Linked DNA regions of Sus scrofa: region 1 is linked to region 2. A link is a contact called in public HiChIP or PLAC-seq data. All regions are on one chromosome and are shown on one strand. The core of a region is the stretch at or near the end of the contact, and the rest is flanking DNA. Distances in the headings are between cores, read along the strand shown. Region 1 holds the start of OXCT1 (3-oxoacid CoA-transferase 1). Region 2 holds the start of CARD6 (caspase recruitment domain-containing protein 6).

Region 1 (6,931 bases), core at 287-2,786, 860 kb before region 2:
AGAAGTGAATTTCTCCCTGAGTAATTTGACAGGCTAACCTGGTATTTTATTCCCTCAATGACTTTAATTAAAATTATAGTATTCAGGAGTTCTCGTTGTGGCACAGCAGAAACGAACTGGCTAAGTACCATGAGGTTGTGGGTTTGATCCCTGGCCTCGCTCAGTGAGTTAAGGATCTGGTGTTGCTGTGAGCTGTGGTGTAGTTGGGCAGCTACAGCTCCGATTAGACCCCTAGCCTGGGAAGCTCCACATGCCGAGGGTGCAGGCCCTAAAAGGACAAAAAAAAAAAAAAAAAAAAAAATTATAGTATTCATAGGAAAAAAGAATTTGGAGTTAAAAGAATACCATGGAAGGGCAAGTGTTTTTACCGATAGACTTTTAACTGTACTGTGATTGTCCCTTGCTTCAGTGTACTAAGAAAGCTAAGAGCTCATTTAATTTTCTTGTTTGCTTTGCTTTGGTTCAACACAGCCACATTCCCAGGCCATGGTCTGCCCTTAATCAAACATTTGCTGACTTTCCACTTGGTCCTTCCTCTCAGCTGCTAAGTGCATAGATGGTTCACAAGAAATCAGACTTGACTCACATCAAGGAGCTGGTTAAAGGTATGGCTTTTAGAGACTATATGCCATGTCATGCACTACTGCAGCTTGAATAAATTTTTGTAATGCCCAAGATTTATTGCTTGTTTATAATGGGGCCAGAAACTTTGCATGAATTACCTCGTGTAATCTTTAAGACAGTATTGAGTATTATAAGCAATTTTAATTTGCAGATAAGGACACTTAGGCTTAGAAAAGTTATGAAACTTGCCTAAGGAGTCAAAGGGATACATAGCTGTATATTTGCCCCTGCTGAGTAATCTCGGTTTGGGGGACTCCAGTGCCAGAAAGATTCTAAAAAATGCAGCCTTGGCTGAAGGGGTTGGAGAAGGTGTGCTAAGATCGGGTCTCAGAGGCCCAGTCCTAATTTTACCTTCTTGCCCAGGGACAATCTTGACCAGGTCTATCTGGTCACACTTCATGGCGGATAGCTCGCGGCAAGTGCGCAGAGCAAACTTACTTTACACAAGCCAGGGACAGTTTCGGAGAAAGGGGGCTGAGAAATGGAAGACACGGCAACGCTGACGAGGCGGGGGAGTGAGGGGCGGTGTGCCTCCCGGGAGGGTTCACTTTTGTACTGCACGCAGGTTCCAGTCTCTGACGTAAAAAAAGCAACAAGCTGGTGAGAGACCCCGCTGTGCTGTTGGACTGCTAGGCCAGGACCTATCCTTGACCTTGGCAAAGACACACACCTACTTAAAGCCGAGGGGCTGCAGCAGCAAATGCGCGCAGCGCGGCTGCCTGGAACACCCCCGACCCCGTGAAGGATAGGCCAGCGCAGTGCTGGGGGCCTTCGCTACTACCCGCTCCGGCCGCGGGCGCCTCCCAGCCTCGCTTCTAGATAAGCCTGGGAGCGGTTGCTGGGGACGTCATCAGAGCGCAGTCGAGCCTCCAGCCCGCCCCTCGCGTGCCTTCCTCTCTCCTCCCGTCCCGCGACGCGGCCCCGGCGGAGCAGTTGACACACTGAGAGGCGCTCCCACCCCGGCCTGCGCCCGCCGCCCTCCCGACCATGGCGGCTCTCACACTCCTCTCCTCCCGCCTGCGCCTCTGCGCCTCCGCCTACCGCTCCGGGGGCGCCTGGTCCCAGGTAAAGTGCGGGTGCAGAGCAAGGCCACGCGCCGGAAGAACGCGGACGAAACCCGAGGGGTGCCGGCGTTTTCTCCTCTGCCGGCACCCACCTTCTCCAGCCTAGGAGCTTGTATCCCCAGCGCCCTACGCCTTCCTTGCCTCGCTGCTCCTCCGCCTGCCTTGTCAGCTTGGTTCTGCACCAGCTTCCTCGAAGGAACGAGAAGAGGCAAAGAAGCGCGCGGAAAAGGCTGTGCAGGGACAGGGGGACGCCTGGCAGCGCCGCAGTACCTTTCAGGGTTTGCTGGCCTCCTCCCGGGCACGCGCTTGGGAAGGGGCTTGGGAAGGGGCTTGGGAAGCCTGTACCGGCTAGGAGGGCTCCCGGGTTAGGGAGGGGGAGGGGTGAGGCCGCAGGGAATGGGGGATCTCCGTCCAAGGGCGCCTCTAGAGGCCCGGAACCCAGGGTCAGGTTAACCAGCAGTCTACCCGAGTACACCGCCAAGTGGGTGGAACGCCGCGCCCACCATCTCCCCTGCATGGCAGCGCCGCTCCTCGGAGGTTGTAAGGGGAACCCGGACTCGCCGCGAGTTCTACCCCGCCGCGCCCACGAGTCTGGCGGTGGCTTGAGCTCGGGCTTCGGGCGCGGGCACCCCTTCTCCCAAGGCCCTTACGTGGGATCCGCGTTATAGGATTTATGTTTTCAAAGCCTTTATGAAACCCCTTTTTTTCCCCCCCGTCTTCATTGCAAAGTCTTCACAAGTGGTATTCCGAGGCGGAGGTGGTTGCCTGACGTGTTTTTGTTTCTTCTTTGGCTCATAGTCTGTTCCTGCTTTAAGCCCAAGTCCGGGTGCGGTTCCTGACCGGAGCCCTTGGAGGCGAGAACTGGATTAGAGCTCTGGCTACAGCTGTCACCTTGCGAGCCTCTTCTTTTGAAAGGGAAATGTTTTTATTTGGATGAGGTGTTTTTTGTTGTTGTTGTTGGGGCCGCTGCCGTGGCATTTGGGAGGTTCCCAGGCTAGGGGTTTAATCTGCTACGATCCGAGCCGCGCCTGCGACCTACACCACAGCTCTCACGGCAACGCCAGATCCTTAACCCACTGAGCAAGGCCAGGGATCGAACCTGCAACCTCATGGTTCCTAGTCGGATTCGTTAACCACTGCTCCAGACGGGGACCCTCTATTTGGATGAGTTTTGTATGATAGTTCTGAGCTTGAAAGCGTGACTTGCCCACACTTGCCTACTCAGGGGAACTTCTGCCTTGCTCCACTGCTCTTCTGATTTCCCCACATCCACTCTGAGAACAGTGAACTCAAAGCGGAGCCATTAAGCCTGGTAGGTAAGTGCTAAGGGATGATTTAGAACTGAAACAGTTTACTCCTAAATGCCTTTTAGGAAACATATCGATGATCACAGACAGTTTAGGAAATAAAAAGCATTGTTAAAAGCGAACTCTGACCTGAAGGCAGATTGCTGTGGGTGCTGAAACTAATGCAAACCTGGACACAGAGATATCTTTGGACCAAGGTCATTAACATTCCTTCTTTTGGCAGTTCCTTATTTGCCTAAATATAATGTACTCATTTTTGCACCTGAGGTAGATTACTAAACTATTCCTCAGGCCAACAAATTTCTTCTCAGACACTAAGCTGCAGACTATGGGTGTTTCTGTTGTCTCATCTCCCCTTTCAAGTTTGATATAAGGTTCAACTCCAGCTTCTTTTTTTTTTTTTTAATAATTTTTTTTTATTTTCCCACTGTACAGCAAGGGGGTCAGGTTATCCTTACATGTATACATTACAATTACAGTTTTTCCCCCACCCTTTCTTCTGTTGCAACATGAGTATCTAGACAAAGTTCTCAATGCTATTCAGCAGGATCTCCTTGTAAATCTATTCTAAGTTGTGTCTGATAAGCCCAAGCTCCCGATCCCTCCCACTCCCTCCCCCTCCCATCAGGCAGCCACAAGTCTCTTCTCCAAGTCCGTGATTTTCTTTTCTGAGATGTTCATTTGTGCTGGATATTAGATTCCAGTTATAAGTGATATCATATGGTATTTGTCTTTGTCTTTCTGGCTCATTTCACTCAGGATGAGATTCTCTAGTTCCATCCATGTTGCTGCAAATGACATTATGTTGTTCCTTTTTATGGCTGAGTAGCATTCCATTGTGTATATATACCACATCTTCCAAATCCAATCATCTGTCATGGACATTTGGGTTGTTTCTATGTCCTGGCTATTGTGAATAGTGCTGCAGTGAACATGCGCGTGCATGTGTCTCTTTTAAGTAAAGTTTTGTCCGGATAGATGCCCAAGAGTGGGATTGCGGGGTCATATGGAAGTTCTATGTATAGATTTCTAAGGTATCTCCAGACTGTTCTCCACAACTCCAGCTTCTCAGTGTGCCTCCAGCACTTTGCACTTAGGGCTCTTACTACAACGTAAACCCTTAAATCCTCAGCTCTTAACTTTCCTTAACTGTTAACACTGTGTACTTGTTTAACTTTTTGAATGTGATATACATTCATAACCAGATGAAATTTGCAGAGACTGTATTGAATGCCTTATTTTCTCTTTCAATATTACACTCTACCCTGCATAGAATAGACACATTTCATATGTGGATGAGAGAAGCCTGTGGGCAAATTTACATAGTAAGCTTGAGAATGTTAAATATAACTAACAGGTAAAATGAGATAGGTTTTTCTTTCCTTTTTTTTTTCCTTTTTTAAATGACAAACGTATCTGTCAAACTAGTGTTGCATCAGAATTCCTTGGCGGCATTACCATTTCTGTGTTCACCTCCAGAGTATCTGATTTAGTAGGTCCTGCCTGGAGCCTTCTACTTTACATTGATAACTTCCCAGGAGATGTTAAAAATGCTAGTCTGGAGTCCTTCTACACCGCAGGAGTGTTCCAGTCATCTCTTCAGCCGCTAGGCCACTGCTGGGACCTGGGTTATATACCAGGCCTAGCAGTGCGTAAAGGATCCGGTGTTGCCCCCGCTGCAACTTAGATCAAAAATGAGGCCCCTGGGAACCTCCATATGCCACAGAGAGGCAGAAGGAAAAAAAAAATTACAGCCACTGGCAATGACTTAGATTAAAATAGACTATCTGAAGTTTTCTTCCTTCATCTGTTACTATTTGAAGGTGCACTTAACACTATTTTCCATTTACTGTGGAAATTATTATTGGAAAAAAAATCATAAAACTACCATTGACATTTTACTTACCTCTCTTCCTTGAAACTATCTTTTTCCAGATCTATCTCCAACCCGACTGTCCTGACCTGCAGTACTTCTAGTACAATTTCCTGGTGCATGTCACTTAATACTTAAAGCTCTTTCTGACCAAAAATTAACCTGCCATAAAGTGGCTCCCCACCCCATTTTCCTTTCATTATGGTAAGCAGCACCAGTATCTATTTATAGAGTAAGCTAGAAATCTTGGGAGTTCCCATTGTGGCACAGTGGAAACAAATCCGACTAGTATCCATGAGGATGTGGGTTCGATCCCTGGCCTCTCTCAGTGGGTTGGGGATCTGGCATTGCCATGAACTGTGGTATAGGTTGCAGATGCCCTAGCTTGGGAACTTCCATATGCCATGGGTGTGGCCCTAAAAAGCAAAAAAAAAAAAAAAAAAAAAAAAAAGAAAGAACTTTTGGAACTATTCTCTCTTCTGCTCCTTTCTCCAACTTTCAATTGATCACCAGTGTCATGTGTAATAAGTTTGTAATTATATAGTGACATTATCCTTGCAAGTGTCTAAGCTTTATCAGAACAGAGACTATGCTTGTGGTTTTTGTTTAACTCTCAATCCCCAATAATTAGTATATTTGATATCAAATGGCTATTTTTGAACAAATAGATGAATGAATGAAAGAATGAGTTCCCCTGCCACTTTTCTGATTGAGGCTTTCATATGGGAGTTATGACATCATTTCAAAAGCTTTGCTGTCTTTGCCTCATAGAAGGATGAAGTTGAAACTCTTCAGTGTGGTCTTTAAGACTTTTGCAACCTGCTATAGTCTCCCTTTCCAGCCTGAACGTCATGGACTTCCCTCCATGGGACATCATCTGCACATCCCTGAATACACAGCCTTTTCACATCTCTGAACCTTTACTCAGGCAACGCCCCCTTTCTGGAATCCTCATCCTCATTAGTGTTTTAACTCTTGGCACGCTCTTCAAGCTTTCTGATCCTCTAGGCAGAATGCATTGCTCCTCCATTTGTGATCCTTCAGTGTGCTGAGTATCCCTCCAAAGTTGGACTGGAACATGTATGTTCCCTTGAAAACTAAGTATGCCATTGTTGTAGAGAACTTCCCAGTGCCAGCAACTCCTATGAGTGCCTTGCAATTCATTCCTGTCATAAGTGAGTGATTGGCAGTATTGGTGGCTGGGTCCACCTTTGGTAGATATTGGTCCAATGCTGGACGACTAAAACATTTTAACACATGTCACTACTTCCTCTTGGCAGTGATGCCACACTTCCTTGCATGTCTGTAATTGTGGATATCCACCTGCATGTGAACTGCCCTTTCCTTCTAAGGTGGTTCTTTTTACTTCTCTCCATATGGTCTCTCCTCCCCACTTCTGTTTATCTAACTTTGAGACCAAAAGCGGCAATGTCAATCTTTCTGTGTCCTGATTTATTTACCTGTAAGGCCACAAGGTACCTGTATACATTCCATTTCATTAAGATAAGATTGATTTAAATATAAAATGCAGTATGCTTTGTCGTGTTTCCCTGAAAGTGCTTCAAAATGAAGTGCATTTTCTTTTTCTTTTTGGCCATGCCTACAGCATGTGGAAGTTCCCAGGCTAGGGACTGAACTCGTGCCATCGCAGCAACCTAAGCCGCAACAGTAACAACCTGGGAGCCTTAACTCACTGTGCCACAAGAGGATTCTGAAGTGCATTTTCATTTCATTAAGTTCTGGAGTGTTGAATGACAGGAAGAAAAAGAAATTTAGGTGAAAGAATTAGTGATAGAAAGGGTTAGAAAGGAAGGAGTTACAGATTGGGAAGTCCATGAGATAAAACTTGGGCTTCACAGTAGAATCAGACCTCAAAGGTTAAGTGTAAGAATTTGAAGAAGAGGAGAAAGAGGGAAGATGGAGAGGATTTTAAAAGGAGAAATACATTAAATAGAAGACAATTTTGCACTGTAAGAATTTTATTTCAATATGTACTGAGTCATTATTATTTCCTTCTCCCAGTAATAATAGTAGAAACTAGTGGTGACAATAACATGGAATTT
Region 2 (6,755 bases), core at 1,006-3,505:
GCTATGAAATATAAGAACTGAGGCAGATTCAAAAATCAATCAAAGAAGGTCCCATAGTGGCTCAGCAGTAACAAACCCGACTAGGATCCATGAGGATGCGGGTTTGATCCCTGGCCTCACTCAGTGGGTTAAGGATCTGGCGCAGATAGGCTCAGATCATGTATTCCCATGGTTGTGGCGCAGGGCAGCAGCTATAGCTCCAATTTGACCACTAGCCTGGGAACTTCCATATGCCACACTGGTGGCCCTAAAAAAACAACAACAAAACAAACCAAAACAAAACAAAATCAATCCAAAATGGGCAGCAACCAAACTGGAAGTGGTTAGCAGCATTCCACCTCTATGACCCAGGGGAAAGACTGCAAAGTGTTGAAGCAAAGAAAGAAAATTACTTCATTGGCTACAGGTTAAAGACCAGCTGACTGTTGTCCATAAGCCCACACAGTATTGTTAACTACAGGCACAATATTGTAATGCAGCTCTCCAGAATGTATTCATGTTGTCTAACTTAAACTTTATACTAGTTGATTAAATTTATCTTATCAAGCCTTTGGATTTGTGCTAAAGTGTTAGAATGGCAATGGGGAGCGAACACAGCACCTGATCCAAAGTCTCCCCTGATTTGCAGTTTGGGCCAGGCACTAACACGGTGGCTGTCTCTCTTCTGGCTGCACTTCCCCTGAACCACCCACTCGCCATTTACCACTTCCTTGAGGATAGGGACCTTGTCCTGTTAATGTTTCTATTCCCGGTTTCTAGAAGAGCCTAGTATTTATTAGGCACTAATCAACTGTTAACCTGTCAAAATAAAACTTTAAATTCCTGCACTTCATCTTATTCTGTTAGCATGTAGTCAATTACTTATGCTAAGATTTCACAAGTGATAGGTCATGAGTTGTTTCCTTTAAAAAGCACTCACATTTAGGATCTTTTTTTTTCCTATTAACTTTTTTTTTTTTTCTTTTTTCTCTTTTTGCCATTTCTTGAGCTGCTCCCGTGGCATATGGAGGTTCCCAGGCTAGGGGTCCAATCGGAGCTGTAGCCACCGGCCTAGGCCAGAGCCACAGCAACGCAGGATACGAGCTGTGTCTGCAGCATGCACCACAGCTTATGGCAACGCCGGATCCTTAACCCACTGAGTGAGGCCAGGGATCGAACCCGCAACCACATGGTTCCTAGTCGGATTCGTTAACCACTGCGCCACGACGGGAACTCCTATTAACTTTTTTTTTTTTTTTTTTTTTTTTTTTTTTTTGTCTTTTTGCTATTTCTTTGGGCCGCTCCCGCGGCATATGGAGGTTCCCAGGCTAGGGGTCCAATCAGAGCTGTAGCCGCCGGCCTACACCAGAGCCACAGCAACGCGGGATCCGAGCCGCGTCTGCAACCTACACCACAGCTCACGGCAACGCCGGATCGTTAACCCACTGAGCAAGGGCAGGGACCGAACCCGCAACCTCATGGTTCCTAGTCGGATTCGTTAACCACTGCGCCACGACGGGAACTCCCCCAACTCCTATTAACTCTTAAATGTTTGGCTATTTTATTGTTTTGTGAGAGTGAGGGCTTTCCTAGACCAGAAGATTACAACTGGATTAGCGTTTATCAAAGAAGTCTGGGAACCACCAACATTAACACGATAAAGTGTTGGGGTTTTTTGCTTTTGGTTTTGTTTGGTTTTGTAGGTCCGCACCTGGGGCACATGGAAGTTCCCAGATTAGGGATCGAATGGGCACTATGACTGCAAGCTAGATCCCAGCTCCATCTGCGACCTACACCACAGGTCTCAGGAACGCTGGATCCTTAACCCACTTAGCAAGGCCAGGGATTTAACCCGTATCCTCACGGATACTAGTCAAGTCTTAATCCGCTGAGCCATAAGCACAGATGTCCAGGTCCTACCCAAAGCTGCTAAACCAGATTTCCTCACGTTAGCATTTAGGAAACTATATTCAACAAGTTTCACGTGTGATTTCCCTGGCATAACGAGATCTGCCACCAAACCATGCGCCTCTAAATTACAACTAGAAAAAAACATTTGCCTTTCTCTTTAGATTCTGAGCTCAGCTCCGTGCCCCTAGCGACTTCTCAGTAGGAATCAGCCAAAAGCTTCGGGTCGGAGTGACGAGCAACCCTAGAGAAGCTGGTTTCTCCCAGATCAGGTCCTCTGTCTCATCAGACGCCCACATAGGAGCCGGGAACACTCTGTCCGCGCGCGAACCGCGGGGCGGAGCAAGCTCCCTCCGCAGGTTCTCCATCCGCCCGGAGGCCGGAAAACGCGATGTAGCCACAGCTCTAAGAACACGCGAAGGCCGGAGGGAAACAACTGCAGGGGAGGAAGAGAAGTTCCAGCCTAACCACAGCTGAAGAACAAGACGGGTCCCACGAAGATGCGTGCCCCAGAGCCCCAAAAAGTTGAAAGCCCCGCCCCGCTTAGCTTTCTATTGGCCTTGCCTGGCTCCGGATCCTCCTCTCGACCCCACCCACACTGAGGCAACGGAAGCTTGAAAATGGTGCACCGCGTCCTTCCGGAAGTACTCTCCTGGGCGGAAGCTTCTGAGAGAAATATAGCGGAAGTGCTTTCTCTTCCGGCCTCTTTGGTCACGGTGGCGGAGGCGAGATGGTGAGTTGTATGTAAGGGCTCTCGGAATCGGCTTCCATCCTGCCCGTCTAACTCCGTTGCCTGCTATCCGTGGAGGGGCAGGCAAGGTTTCCCAAAACCGGGACCAGTGGACCGGAAAGGGGCATGCGGGGGCTCTCGAGTGTCAGAAGAATGGCTCCGAAGTCAGGGGGTGCCGAGTCTGCAGCCGTGGAGTTGGAGCTTCTCTAAGGCCTCTTGTCTCACCTTTGGGGAGCCCGCACAGTTCAGCGATTCGAGTGTGACCTGAGGGAAGAGGCATAGTTTTAGAGTGTTTAGCTGTTAGCAAAAGAATCTTTGGCGGTGGTCCCAGGCGGGAGCTCTTAGATTCTAGAGTAGGGGTGGGTAGGAAAACCGCATTTAGTCTTTCGCTTTATTCCTCCCCCGTTTTAATGTAACAGATTTCAAAACAGCAAATTACGGCAGGGTGATTTTAGGTGATGTGGAACTCAGGTAATGACCTCTGATAATACCATTTAAGAAAATTGAAGCTCCCTCCGTTTCAGCCGTTGTGATAGTCTTATCACAACTACTAAGATAGATAATCTTAGTAGTTTTTTTACTTGAAAACATGAGACCGTGTATAGAAATTACTAGATTTCAGAATCGTTTATTCCCTTGATTTGCAGACGAAGGGAACGTCATCGTTTGGAAAGCGTCGGAATAAGACGCACACGTTGTGCCGCCGCTGTGGCTCTAAGGCCTACCATCTCCAGAAGTCGACCTGTGGCAAGTGTGGCTACCCTGCCAAGCGAAAGAGGAAGTGTAAGTTAATGCTTTAGTTTAGTAGACTTAAAATGTATTTTGAGGTTGAGGATAGTCTCTTGCTTGTTCTGTACCTAAACGGGGCATAACTTGGAACATTATTTGGTAGCTGGGGAAACTGCATTTGTATACAGATGGGTTTAAAACTCAAGGTAGGCATTCTTAAGTATATTGACTGCTTACAAGATGGTGAGAAAACCCATTTAGAACTTTAACATGAGTTTTTGTTTTAGATAACTGGAGTGCGAAAGCTAAAAGACGAAACACCACCGGGACTGGTCGAATGAGGCACCTAAAAATTGTATATCGCAGATTCAGGTACAGTTTCCATGTTTTATCATTAGTTCCGTGTGATTGAATAACAACCCTCAACTACCCTGGTCAATAGGGATGAGGTGTTGCAAGGTGCTTTTTCTTCTGCCACCATAACTTTTAATCAGTTGTCTAGATTCTGTTTATTAATCTTTCAGTAAATGTATGAGCTGCAAATGTCTAGAGCATAGTTGGAGCTAGGTTCCTGAAAGTGTGATGATGTTAATTAGTTTGCTTACATAGCGACATACATACCTTACCAAAACTTGTCAAGAAAATAGTGTATAAATGAGAACTTTCGTTTTACTGCTTTAGGCAAGTCTGCTGCAGAAAAGTGTCATAGTTGCTGTTGGATGTGTATAGAAAGAAATTTTACAGTCTTAATTTAAGACAAGCCTTAGTGTTTTAATTTCAGTTCCAACCTAACCCTTATAGAGAAGTTGCATTTTAGTGGTAGTTTTTGAGGGGTTAATCTGTATAAGGTCTCAATTGAGGTGCTTTCTTTGTTGGGAAGGGGGGCATCCTCTACACTATAGGATATTTAGCAAAGTATCTGACCTCCCATTTAATTTCAGATTTTCAGATTTTAAAAGATCACAAGATAGTTGGGGGCTTTGTAAACACAACACCCTTATATGTGTTTGTGCCAAGGTGACCTTTGTTTCTTCTTAAGACGATTATACAGCATTATTGGTTAAGAATTCAGTGGTTTGCTGGTTTAGCGTAAGAGTTAGGAGGGAGTTCCTGTTATGGCCCAACAGGTTAAGGACCCACTGTTGTCTGAGGGTGCAGGTTTGATCCTGACCTAGTTCAGTAGGTCCTGTGTGGCTGTGACCTACGCCGCCAGCTGCAGCTCCCATTCCCCTAACCCAGGGGTGCAGCTGTTAATAAAAAGTTAAGAGCTTGAATTGAAGCCAACTTTAACCTGTTACTCCAAAGGGGAGTAACAGTATTTTTACTCCATTAAGTGTTAATATTAAACGAGTTAAGATGTAAAGCACAGTTAAGTAGTTAAGAAAATGACTACCAGTAAACATGCTTTTCCTTGGCTAAAGCAGAGTAGGCTCTGATTCATAGCTTAAGAACCGTTTTTCACCGTTTTTGAGGAATCTTAAGCAGTGGGGAAATACTGGTCCCAGTGATCAATAGAACCAAATATGTTGCTCTTTTTTTCAATTGCAGTTGATTCATTCCCTGAAATGAATATTTTGAAGCAGAAGGAAATAAATATTGCAGCTTATCAGTGATGTTGTAAAAATAAATGTCTGAACATATGAATTTAATATTGATTTCAACATTTAACTGAGATAAGCTCAAAGGTGTTTTTAAATACAAATTAAGATGTATGTGCTGACATTGCTGAAGTAATGGTTTTTGTTTCTAACACAATGCAGGCATGGATTCCGTGAAGGAACAACACCTAAACCCAAGAGGGCAGCTGTTGCGGCATCCAGTTCATCTTAAGGATTTCAGCAAAGTCACGCAATAAATGTTCTGGTTTTAAAAAATTATCTGGTGTGCCAAGGTATTTTTAATAGGCTTTTGGTATTTATGATTTACTATATACTATTGGTTTATGAATGTACAACTTCAAATCAGAATTACTTGTCAAATGGCTGTTTTGAAACACTAACAAGGTAACTTGAGCAAGCGACACTGGCAGGTGATGTGAAAAATATAGGGAATGAACAAAGCACCACTCACGTTACAAGTATGAATGTTTAAAATGTTGGGAGTAAGTGGATGCATAATTCATTTTAGTGACATTCATCTTAGTCTTTGGGGAGTGGTTATCAATCATGTGTGATATGGTTTGGAGTACCAGTGAAAACATGAAGGGTTGTTTGAGTTGTTTTGGAAAGGTGATCTTAACTCATCCTAGTATCAAAAGTGCTTGCTTGGCACCTAGCTTGTATACTGTGCGTACAGTTTAAGGTGGTCAGCTAAGTGCAAAATAAAGCAACCTGCTAGGTATGAGTCAACAACAAAAGTTTATAGGGCCATGTGCAAATGTAGTGTGTTGAGTAGAATGTGAAGAAAGACTAGGTATAAACTCAATTGTAGATTAAAAGATAATAATCTCTAGTAGAATTGTATTAAATGGAGTACAAGTAGCATAAAATAGCAATGTGGCCAAGCTTACATTGATGATAAATAACCTTTTTTTTTTTTTAAAGGGCCGCACCCCTGGCGTAAGGAAGTTTCCAGGCTATGGGACAAATTGGAGATGAAGCCACCGGCCTATACCACAGATCCTTAACCCACTGATCGAGGCCAGGGATGGAACCTGAGTCCTCATGGATACTAGTCAGATTTGTTTCCACTGGAGCCACAACAGGAACTCCAATAAATAGCATCCTTAATCTGGCCTTGAAGGAGATTTTGTGATCTGTGCTGCCTCACTAACCTTAATTCTATTGCACCCTGGAATGCATTCCCAAAATTCTAATTCCTTTCTGCTTTTTCTTTAACTCCTAATTTGTCATTCAGGCTTCAGCTTGCATTTACTTGTACTGAAGCCCCTGTTGGTCTAAATCTGCATTGGGCTTTCTCCCAACGTATGAGACTCAATATAATGACTTGGTTCTTTGAATGTCAGGGATGCATAGTTGATGTTTGTTGGTCTGATTTTACTGCCATGCATGTGCCCAGTTGTAAACTGGAAAGCTAGCGATAACTGGGCTTGTGAGCATAGTCAGTAGTCAAGTAAATGAAGGTTTTATAGTGACCACTGCTGTAAATTCAAGTTTGTGAAATTGCCCTTGACTTAAAAAAATAGTGGTTTTGATTTTGTTATGAGAGTACCGAAATAAAACTTGGGCTTAAGATCTTTGTGAGATATTCAAGTGTTCTAATGGGTGATTCCTGAGTGATGGAGAGGCCCATTAAGATAGGTAATGGCCAGGATGGAGTAAATGTTAAGCTTCAAGGCAAATGAGCACTGACTGACCTGAAGACCTGTGGGATTTCTAAATCCTGAGTCAGAAAACATTTGGTACAGGGAGATGAGAGGTGGGTAGTGGTGCATTAAAGAAGGCCTGAG

The links. HiChIP or PLAC-seq counts read pairs in DNA pulled down with a chosen protein or histone mark.
Region 1: a contact with region 2 is called in an H3K27ac HiChIP or PLAC-seq map of skeletal muscle, with 2.9 times the contacts expected there. The contact joins the promoter of OXCT1 here to the promoter of CARD6 in region 2. A contact is called at or near these places in 2 of 2 datasets of contacts at active chromatin or transcription factors (alveolar macrophages and skeletal muscle).

Annotation. Positions count from the first base shown.
Region 1 is chr16:26,654,344-26,661,274 of Sscrofa11.1, reverse strand. It overlaps OXCT1 (3-oxoacid CoA-transferase 1), which reads left to right and starts at 1,536. Exons shown (of 17, transcript NM_213938.1): 1 at 1,536-1,689. The coding sequence starts at 1,612. It overlaps LOC106505880 (a long non-coding RNA gene), which reads right to left and starts at 2,480. Exons shown (of 3, transcript XR_001300716.2): 1 at 1,959-2,480.
Region 2 is chr16:25,799,351-25,806,105 of Sscrofa11.1, reverse strand. CARD6 (caspase recruitment domain-containing protein 6) reads right to left here and starts at 2,255. Exons shown (of 6, transcript XM_021077098.1): 1 at 2,083-2,255. The coding sequence starts at 2,255. RPL37 (ribosomal protein L37) reads left to right here and starts at 2,580. Exons shown (of 4, transcript NM_001243603.1): 1 at 2,580-2,620; 2 at 3,265-3,400; 3 at 3,634-3,718; 4 at 5,107-5,223. The coding sequence starts at 2,618. The coding sequence ends at 5,176.